Linked DNA regions of Manis pentadactyla: region 2 is linked to region 1. The links are chromatin contacts, called in public Hi-C maps. All regions are on one chromosome and are shown on one strand. Each heading gives the region's core, a stretch centred on a gene start, on an enhancer-like site or on the middle of the called end of the contact. The rest is flanking DNA. Distances are from core to core; before and after follow the strand shown. Region 1 holds the start of LOC130680865 (glutathione S-transferase theta-1-like). Region 2 holds the start of GGT5 (gamma-glutamyltransferase 5).

Region 1 (4,904 bases), core at 645-3,144:
CTGCATCAGGTCCGTGAATGCTATCAGATCTGCCAAGGAGAGCTGCTCAGAGGCTAGGAAGGGCCTGGCTGCCAGGACTTTCTGATCCAGGTGCTGCAGTGAAGGAGTGAGCTTCCCCAGCAGCTGTTCCAGCTTTGTGGGGTCCACAGGTTGCCCCGAGAAGTAGGGCAGGAGAGACTGGGCCCGGAGGAAAGGGGGAAGTTATCCCAGGCCCCTCCAAACTTCCTCGGCCTCCTGTCTACCCTTCCCTGGCCACCATCCATTAGTGAAGCCCTTGGGGGCTCTGCGTTTAGAAGGATTCTGAGGACTCATTCAGGCTCAGGGGAAACAGTGCTGCAATAGATTAGTAATGTCTGACTGAGGCAGTGTAAGGGAGGTGGTATGTGTGCCAACTGGTCCTTTCCAGCTCTGGGGGTCCTGGCTCCTGGCCAGGCCTGCATGATAGGGCAGAGAGGCTCACCTTACACAGGTAGACGTTGGCGGCAGGCAGCTGGATGGCAGCGTGCTGCCATGCCAGGTACTCGTCCACACGGGCACGGGCCTGCAGCTCAGGTGGGTACCAGTGGGCCGCTGTCTGGTACTTGCGGCTCAGGTATAAAAGGATGGCCACACTGCGGGCAGGTGGTATCAGAGATCTCCTCACCCCGCCAGGGCTGAGCAGCTCCATCTCCCACAGCAGGGTGATTTGACTGGCTTTCTCTGACCTCCCCCTCCAGGGAAGGACATCCTCTCCCCCAAGAGGCATCTCACCCCTATCAAACTGCTCCATTCCTCAACTGCCCCTTCCTAGACTCCTCCCCATTGTTACCCCAGCCCACCCTCTGCCTCTATACCCAGCTTTCTGGTATCAGGGTCCTATCAATCATGAGGAGGCAGACCTGGCCTGGGCACCTGCCCAAGGGGTCTCCAAGCTCCCTTCCTGGCCAGTTCTCCCTGGAGACCAGGATCTGGGTGTGAGTCTAAGAGAGGCCCCCTCTCTTGATCCCCCTTGGGCTCCTGGCACTTGGTGCCCAGTTTCCATCCTTGGGCAAGCCCTGGGAGGTGGTTATGTGAGGATGTGAGAGTCTGGGGTTCAGAGCTCAGTGTAGCCCTGGGGCTGCCAAGCCCCTGTGACTCTGAGAGGACATGCTTGGGACATGTGGGCAGGGCTAACCTCAAGCCTGGGTCTTCCCTGCTGCCTCCGCGGGCCCAGGCCTGGCTGGGTCGGTGACGTCAGTGCCCATGCTGAGGCTCCCAGCTTAGGCCCTGCGGCGGCCCAGCCCCCGGGTCCAGCCCCCGCCTTGGAGCAGAGGAGGGAGGGGCCGGCCGTTCCGTAGGCCGCGAGCCAGGGCGCTCGCCTCTCCGCCTGCCTCCTCCCCGCGCCCGGCCTGCAGCCTGGGCAGCCCCCGGGCCCTTACCTCTCAGACAGCAGGAAGTCCCCGTCCCTGAGGGCGGGCACCTTCCCCAGGGGGTTCACCTTCAGGAATTCGGGCTTCAGGTGCTCCCCTGGGGGAGAGAGGCGGGGAGGCTCAGCAGGGTGCGGCCCCGGACACCCCCTCCCCGGTCCAGCCACCCGGCTCACCCCGTCCCAGATCCACCGGCCGCAGCGCAAAGGGGATGCCGTTCTTCCTGGCGAAAATGTAGACGGCACGGCAGGGGGGCGAGTACAGGTCCAGAAACAGCTCCGGCGCCATCGCCGCGCCCGCCGCCTGCCCCGCGCGCCTCCGCCCGGGCCTGCCTCCGGCGCGGTTGCCGGCCCATCCAGAACGGGGCCCGAGGTCTGTGCCCCTCCCTGAGGCCTGCTTTCGCGCCGGCTGTCTGGGCGCCCCGCCAGGGTGCCGCCCCTCCGGGCCTTTGGCCTGGAGGAGGGGCGGACTGTGCCCCCGCTGGGGGCTGGCCTCTGGTTGTCGGGAAGCCCAGCCTCCCCTCCTTGGTGCAGCTGCAAGCGTCTGGGCTCTCCCACCCGCCGCCCCTTCCCTCCGCCTGCGCCCCGCCCCCCCTGTTTCCCGGCTGCTGGGGGGCCTTCACATTCCTCCAGGGGGAGCTGACTGGGGCAGGCCGGCGGGCACCACTCTGGGCGTTTAAGGCCTTCTGCGTTATTCCTCCCACCACGCCTGTGCCGCGCGCGCGCACACACACACACACACACACACGCGCGCGCGCGCGCACACACACACACACACGAGCTCCCACAGACCAGGCCTCTCTCTCCAGCATGCTTACATCTTAAGACATTTCCTTGTAACTGTCCCCCTCCAGGGCCCTCCTCCCCGACGCCCTGCTCAGGCCAGACCCCTGGGTGTCTTCCGTCTTCCTCACACCAACCTGGTCCAATTTTCATGCCCAGCTTTAGCTTGGGCCCAAACCCCTGCCCAGAACACCAGTTCTGGACTCAAGGTCAATTCCAGGGAGTCTTCTGCCACTCCTCCTGCCAGGCCACCTGGGGGCCCCACTGCCCCCCTCCTTGCACTGCTGCACAGCACGGCTAGTTCAGCTGTGGCCACCCTCTAAGACGTCCCCATCACCTTCACTGCGCTCAGAGTGACAGTTTAACTTTATTGTTTATTTACTTGCATACTTTGTTGAAGTGTTGGTTGAAAGCAAAACCATCCAGCTGTGAACAATGAAAAAGCAGCCAGAGGTGGGGGTGATCAGGAGGGCACAGGCTGCCACCACCCACCCCTCTGGAGGCAGACAGAAAAGGCCCAGGAAAGCAAGCTGGCATGAGGGATCTGTGAAAGGGAGGCAGCCAGAACAGGACCTCAGAGGGGAGACGCCCACCGGGCAGGGCAGGCGGGCACTGGGGCTTAGGGCGTCGACACATAGATTTGGCGGGGGGGTGCTTCAGTCCATAATAACAGCGAACCTGACCTGTGGTCCCTCCACACATATACCCACATGCTGTGCTGAGAAGCCTGACCTCTCAGAGAGGGACAGGTATAGTATGGGGCCACCTGGGGTCCTCCAGGCTGGGAATGGCACAGGTAGACCGAGGGAGGGCATCGAGAGGCAGGCTTACAAAATGATGTTAAGAACTCCATTTATTGGTTGGCAGTGACATCTACTGTCCCATCCAAGAACTGTGGCTGTGTGAGGCACGTGGTGTCCACTGGGGAGCCCCTGGCCCTCCCATCAGAAAACAATGTGTCAAATGAAAACAGAGCCGTCAGTAAGGAGAACTGTGAATGGCGCGTCCTTTGACTGGTGGTGTCTGTGCTGCTCCCGTGCAGTTGCGTAAGTGTTTTGTGGTTGGTCACAGAACAGTTGGCTGGGGAGCCCTTGATTATGAAACAGGCCTTGTGGTGATTACAGACGCTGCAGTGTTTCCTCCAGAGCTCCCGCTAAGATGCTAGTCACAGAATAAAAAGGTGTAAAGTCACGAGGGAAAGAACAGGATGAGGCTTCTGTGGGCAGGACTTTAACCACTTCCCGTGAAAAAGGACAGCTGGAGCAGGGTAGGAAGGAGCCCCACTCCCTGGGCCCACAGAGAGGGTCAAAAGGGCAGGGTACAGAAGGTGAGGTGACAGGACTTTAGTCCCCCTGGGCTCAGATCTCAGTGAAGCCGGCGATAGCTAGGTGGGCTCAGGGGCATTCACTGCTGCGCTCACATGGACCTCAGTAAGGACCACAGGTACAAAGATGATTATCCATCCATATCCCAAATACCTGCCTTAGGCAACATACCAGCGCCCTTCACAAATGATGTGAAAAGGTCACAGGAACCTAACCAAGGAGGTGAAAGACCTATATCCTGAAAACTACAAGACACTCATGAGAGAAATTAAAGAAGGCACCAATAAATGGAAACACATCCCGTGTTTATGGATAGGAAGAATTAACATTGTCAAAATGGCCATCCTGCCCAAAGCAATATACAGATTCAATGCAATCCCTATCAAAATACCAATAGCATTCTTCAATGAACTAGAGAAAATAGTTCTAAAATTCATATGGAACAAAAGACCCCGAATAGCCAAAGCAATCCTGAGAAGGAAGAATAAAGCAGGGGGGATTATGCTCCCCAACTTCAAGCTCTACTACAAAGCTACAGTAATCAAGACAATTTGGTACTGGCACAAGAACAGACCCATAGATCAATGGAACAGAATAGAGAGCCCAGATATAAACCCAAACATATACAGCCAATTAATATACTATAAAGGAGCCATGGATATACAGTGAGAAATGACAGCCTCTTCAACAGCTGGTGTTGGCAAAACTGGACAGCTACATGTAAGAGAATGAAACTGGATTATTGTTTAACCCCATACACAAAAGTAAACTCAAAATGGATCAAAGACCTGAATGTAAGTCATGAAACCATAAAACTCTTAGAAGAAAACATAGGCAAACATCTCTTGAATATAAACATGAGCAATTTTTTCCTGAACGCATCTCGTCAGGCAAGGGAAACAAAAGCAAAAATAAACAAATAAGACTACTAACTATCCAACTAAAAAGCTTCTGTACAGCAAAAGACACCATCACTAGAATAAAAAGGCATCCTAGATTATGGGAGGATATATTCCTAAATGACATCTGATAAGGGGTTAACATTCAAAATACATCAAGAACTCACATACCTCATCACCCAAAAAGCAAATAACCTAATTTAAAAAATGGGCAGAGGATCTGAACATACACTTCTCCAAAGAAGAAATTCAGATGGCCATCAGACACATAAAAAGATGCTCCACATCACTAATCATCAGAGAAATGCAAATAAAAACCACAATGAGATATCACCTCACCCCAGTAAGGATGGCCACCATCCAAAAGACAAACAACAACAAATGCTGATGAGGATGTGGAGAAAGGGGAACCCTCCTGCACTGCTGGTGGGAATGTAAACTAGTTCAACCTTTGTGGAAAGCAGTATGGAGGAACAAAACAAGATTCCAGATTCAAAAAGATATATGCACCCC
Region 2 (4,904 bases), core at 665-3,164, 240 kb before region 1:
CCCTGGCTTGGGCAGTGGCACTTCCTAACGTTCGCCACCAGGGGGCGCCACGGCCCTGAGTTTACTTGCAGCGGGAGGCGGCTTAAGCTGGGAACCCTGGAACCCCCCGAGTCTGGTGGGTGTCTGGGCTCACACCCAGGACACAAAGAGTGAAACAGGTTTGGGAAGACTGGGATTGGGCAAGAGGCTGGAGCAAGACATCTTGGTCAGAGCCAGGCCTGGGGGCTTTCCTAGCACAAATCCCGAGAAACCCAAGCTGTGAGCCGCTTGGGGGGCAGCCAGTTCTCAGAGAACAGCGATCTGGGAGAGGCCCCAGGTCCTTAGGGTCAGGGCTGGACCGGCAGGTGGCCGGGAACGCGGCCCGGGGTGGGGAGCTTGCGGGCAGGCGGCCCACAGGAGACACAGCACCCTGCTTCCTTCGCCCAGGCCTGGCCCTCCTGCCCCGGCCCAGGGCCGGCTGGCTGCGCTCAGTTGAAGCGCCTGAAGTGAAGTGCTGGACTAGGCCGGGGAAGGCGGGTGGGGGTGTCACCCACGACCCATGGGCACGAGCTGGGGGCCCCTGAGGGTAGGGGCCCAGAGGCCATGCAAGACCGGGTCTGGGCTCTCCTTCTTGAGGCTGGGAAACCTGGTGCTTCCAAAGTGCCCACGAGGAAATGGGGGTTTTGCGCTGGCAGGGGTCTGAGGGAGGGCACGGCCTCTGGGCTCTGGGGCGTAGGGGATGGAGACTGGGCTGTGGGGTGCGCGAGTCTCTCCTCACCCTCATTTTGGCCCCAGAAGAAAGGCCATGGTCCCATTTGCAGGGGAGAAGAGCGAGGCCCGAGGGGAGGTCTCATGACCTGGAGGTGGGGCTGGTCACGAAGCTCCTTGGGCTTCAGGACATGGATAGGGTGCACCCCAGGGCCCCAGGCCCGTGGGGCTCACCAAGGGCTCCCTCGGCGGCCGGGGGGGCAGGCTTCCCTCCCTCCTGCATCTCCTGGACAGGGGCGTTCGGGGCCCCCCCGGGCTGGGCCTCTCCAGCCGGGCTCCTCTCCAGGGCCTCTGCTCTGGCAGTCCTTGCACCCGAGCATCAGCCCCACCAGCGTGGCTGGGAGAGGAGGGGCGCTGCCCCCCACTTGCCTCCCCCCCTCCCCCCGGCCCTGCTGTCCCTGCTTCCCTTGCCTTCCAGTGGGTGGGCAGGCCCAGCCTGGGAATGCGCTCTGGTTCCTGGTTGAGCAATGTCACTGTGGCGGGGGGACAGTGGGGGGAGAGGCAGGCGCCCACAGCCCTCCCCACCCTACGGGGCAGCTCTGGTTACAGGCCTGCGGGATGGCCCGCCCCAGCCTCTCCTGCTCCGGCTGCCCAGGGACTTGGGTGGAGGGTGGTGTGGGCACAAGGGTCCTATCTGCATTCCTCACACAGACGTCCTAAAGTCCTCGGCATCTGATGCAAACTGGGAAGCCAAGCCCCCGCCTGGTCACTCCTGGCGCCCTGGCTTGGCCGCAGCTAAGCGGTGACTTGAACTCAGGTCCTGAGTGACTTCGTCTTGGGGCTCCCCTCCCGCTGTCTCTGCGCCCTGAACACCCAGTGTCCTCTGGCTCTGGCGGTGCTCAGGGGCACTTCTGCTGGCCAGGGCCGTGCCAAGAGGGCTGCCGTTGCTGGCCCCCCTTGCCTCTCTGCCCCTGACCTGGGGCCAGGGGCCAGGCGGGCCTCAGCCCTGCTGGCCTGGCTTTGTTGGGACCCAGAGGGCAGCCGTGGGGGCCCTGGGAACCCTGCCTCCCAGCTCCCCTGGGGACAGTGGACTCCACATCCTCAAGCACATGGGGTGGGGCAGCTCTGGTGCTGGTGGGTGGGGAAGGGGCTGTTGGCACATTCCAGGCTTGCAGGGGGTGGGCCTTGGCAGCAAGGAAGGAGTTAAGAGCCGAGGCTGGCTCCTCTGGAGGGGAAAACTCCCCATGAACACGCTGCTTCTTGGCATCCTGCCGGAGCTGAGAGCAAGGGCTGGAAACTGGAAGTTCAGACATGTGGCCAGTCCTGCCTCTGTAGCGAGCGCTCGAGGGGGACAGCGCTCCGATCGCTGCTAGCCTGCCGCCTGCTCACCCACGTGTCTGCCAGGTTGTGTGCTCTTCACCTGTAACCCATCTGTCTGTCCAGCGTCGGTAATCCCGTCTCTGTCCAATTGTCTGACCATCTTCTCTTACTCTCCTCTGTCCAGCAATCTGGCCCATCGGTCCTTTGCTTGTCTCCTGCTCCGTCTGTCTGTCTGTCTGTCTGTCCAGTCATCTGTGAGTCACCGCACACTGGCTTGTGCACTGATCCTGCCTCCTGGACCCGCCGAGTGGCAGCCATGGCCCGGAGCCGTGGGGTGGTGGTCGGCGCGGTCCTGCTGGGGCTGGGGCTGGCCCTGGCTGTCATCGTGCCTGCCGTGCTCATCTCTCGCCACCAGGCCCACTGTGGCCCCCCTGCCTTTGCCCACGCTGCAGTTGCCAGCGACTCCAAGGTCTGCTCAGATATTGGACGGTGAGTAAGAGGTGGATGGGAGCCGGTGGCCCTCGGCGGCTGGGCCCTCCGGGGACTTTGTGACCGGTGTGGAGAGTGTGGAGGAGGTGCATGTGTGCGTGTGCATGTGGGCACCACGTGGGTTTGGGCTCCAGCAAGGAAGCAGCCCCAGGGCCCTTGCACAAAACAGGCGACAGGTGTGTGGATGGGGCAGACTGGGGTTTGAGGTGAGGACCGTGTGGGCCGAACAGAGGTGGTGTGTGTCCGGGAGCAGCTCCAGAGCTCAGGAGGCCCAGAGAGGGCACTGCCTCAATGTCACCAGTCTGGCCTCCACTGCCCCTGATGGGCCGTGCTGGCCCCTTCAGAGAGGCCTGTCAATTCTCTAAGGCTGGGGTCTTCAACCAGAGGCCTGGGCAAGGGGGTTCAAGGGCTCTGAATGGGAGTCCCAGCCTGCCGGGGTGTGCTTAGTGCTGCCTGGGACCCATCTCCTACTTTGGCCCCTGCCTGGGCTGAGTCCCAACTTCTCCCCGACCCCCCAGCTCCCCCGAGTCTGTGCCAGGGCCTGGGGCCAGCAGTGGGCAGAGTGACTGATGTCTGGCCGGTCAGAGCAAGGAGGGGTGGTTGAGGGGTCCCCAGTTGGCATTTCCCAGCCCTTTTCCAGGAAGCCCAGCCCATGGGAAGCTTCCCTGGTCACCGGGTGGAACGTGGCAGGACGCCTCTGCCCCCTCCCCGCTGGGGCTTGTAGGAGCCTGAGCAAGCACCCTGCCTTTGCTGCCAGCCTGGTCTGCTAGCCGGAGTATCTGCCTCACTGACTGTCAGAATCAGAAATGCTTTGGGAGCCGAAGGGGTGGGTCCCAGAGCAGGGGCAGTGTGGCCCCCAGGGGCCACTGGGCACCCAGTGTCCCTCACTGGGGCTTCCGCCTCCTGCGGGCTCTCCTGTTCCCGTCGGTCCTCTTTCTGTTCATTCTTCTTCCCTGCGTCTGTGAGCCTCTCCTTCCAGGACCCCTTCCAGACCTCGTTCCCTGGGCTGTCACAGGGCTTCCTGCCCCTCCCTCCGGGCTCCTAGGATGGCAGTGGCCGATGTGGCAGCCCAGGGACAGGTGGGGGGCTGGAGGATGGGTGGGCGAGCCTGCCCCTACCCCATGCCCTGGAGAACATGCAGAGGTGAGGGGTCAACCTGAACCCACAGTTGCAAAGATGTAAACAGGGCTGGGAGCTTCTGGCCCCAGAGACCAGAGGGGGACATGGACTCCGGGAGCAGGAGGCTGTTCCCCTATGTCTCTGGGGAGCTCCCCGAGTCACTGTTGGGGCGGGGGGTCTCCGTGGCGTGCCCTGCTGTGTGCATGAGGGTCCCGGGTTGGGGCTCTGCTCTGAGCCCTCAGAGCTCCCTGCAAACCCCCTGGGTGAGGCTAGCGGATGTGGGATGTGGTTTCTCCCCGGGGCTCCGTGTACTCGTCAGCCAGCACTCTCCACTTCCTGCTCTTGTTTTAAGAAGCCAGGAGTGGGAGGGAGCCTGGAGCTGGCCCCGGTTGCTGTGGAATGGGGGTCGCCTGACATGGGCTCAAGATCCCACCCTCGAGGGCCCCCGCCAGATTGCCGCGGGCTCCGTGGGGGCTGCGTGCCTGCGGCCCACCCTCCCTCCCTCCTGTCTCCAGCTTCCCCGCCTTCTGCAGCCCCAGCCCCTGGGGAAGCACTCCTGAGGTCTACGCAGGAGACCTAGCACCACGCCTAGTGGACATACAGTGGATGCGTGGAGGCAGTGAGGTCCCTTCCCCCCAGCCTGCCATCTTGTGGGGGGATATCCCAGTAGGTTAGGCTTGTGAGCAAACTGGGTGTTCTGAGGCCTGGAGTAAGTGCTTGCCGTCTAGGGAGACTGTGTGGGCTTCAGGGTCATTGGTGGCCTTTAGGCTTTGTGACATCTGTCTGCCTCCCACGGGATCTTCAGTGGGATCCACTGTCCCACTTGACTTATGAGGAAACTAGGCCCACACAAAGAGACCTTGCTAATGTCGCAGAGTGGGCAGGCCCAGCTGGGGCCATGATTCTCCACGCCCCCTGCAGGGATGGAAACGCCCCAGGGCTGCTGGGGGGGTCTTCCCAGAACCCCCACCCCATGCCTGGGACCCCAGTGTCCGCCCAGCCTCTAGGCTCAGCCTGTAAAGGCCAGGGCTTTATTGGTCAAGTGCGTAGTTGAAGAGGAGGCTGGTGGGGGCTCAGAGCACTCCTGGGTGGGGGCATCCAGGCTGGCACCGGGCTGCGGAGGCGAGGCTGGGGATGGGCCCCTAGAGAAGGGCCTTGTCAGCTGCCACAGATGCACCCAGGGGTCTGTGGGTGGTGCTCTCGATGCAGAGGAAAGCAGAGACTCGGGATGGTCGCTGCACCTCATGGGCCTCGGTTTCCCCTTCTGTGAAATGGGACTCACATCAGCA

Evidence for each region. Hi-C and Micro-C count contacts between places; a contact is called where the count stands out from the background.
Region 2: a Hi-C map of skin fibroblasts shows a contact between it and region 1, with 6 times the contacts expected there. The contact joins the promoter of GGT5 here to the promoter of LOC130680865 in region 1. A contact is called at or near these places in 2 of 3 Hi-C or Micro-C datasets (fibroblasts and skin fibroblasts).

What each region holds. Positions count from the first base shown.
Region 1 is chr14:4,886,981-4,891,884 of mManPen7.hap1, reverse strand. LOC130680865 (glutathione S-transferase theta-1-like) reads right to left here and starts at 1,894. Exons shown (of 5, transcript XM_057492478.1): 1 at 1,562-1,894; 2 at 1,398-1,485; 3 at 461-611; 4 at 1-177. The coding sequence starts at 1,673.
Region 2 is chr14:5,122,976-5,127,879 of mManPen7.hap1, reverse strand. GGT5 (gamma-glutamyltransferase 5) reads left to right here and starts at 1,914. Exons shown (of 13, transcript XM_057492057.1): 1 at 1,914-2,091; 2 at 2,192-2,496. The coding sequence starts at 2,324.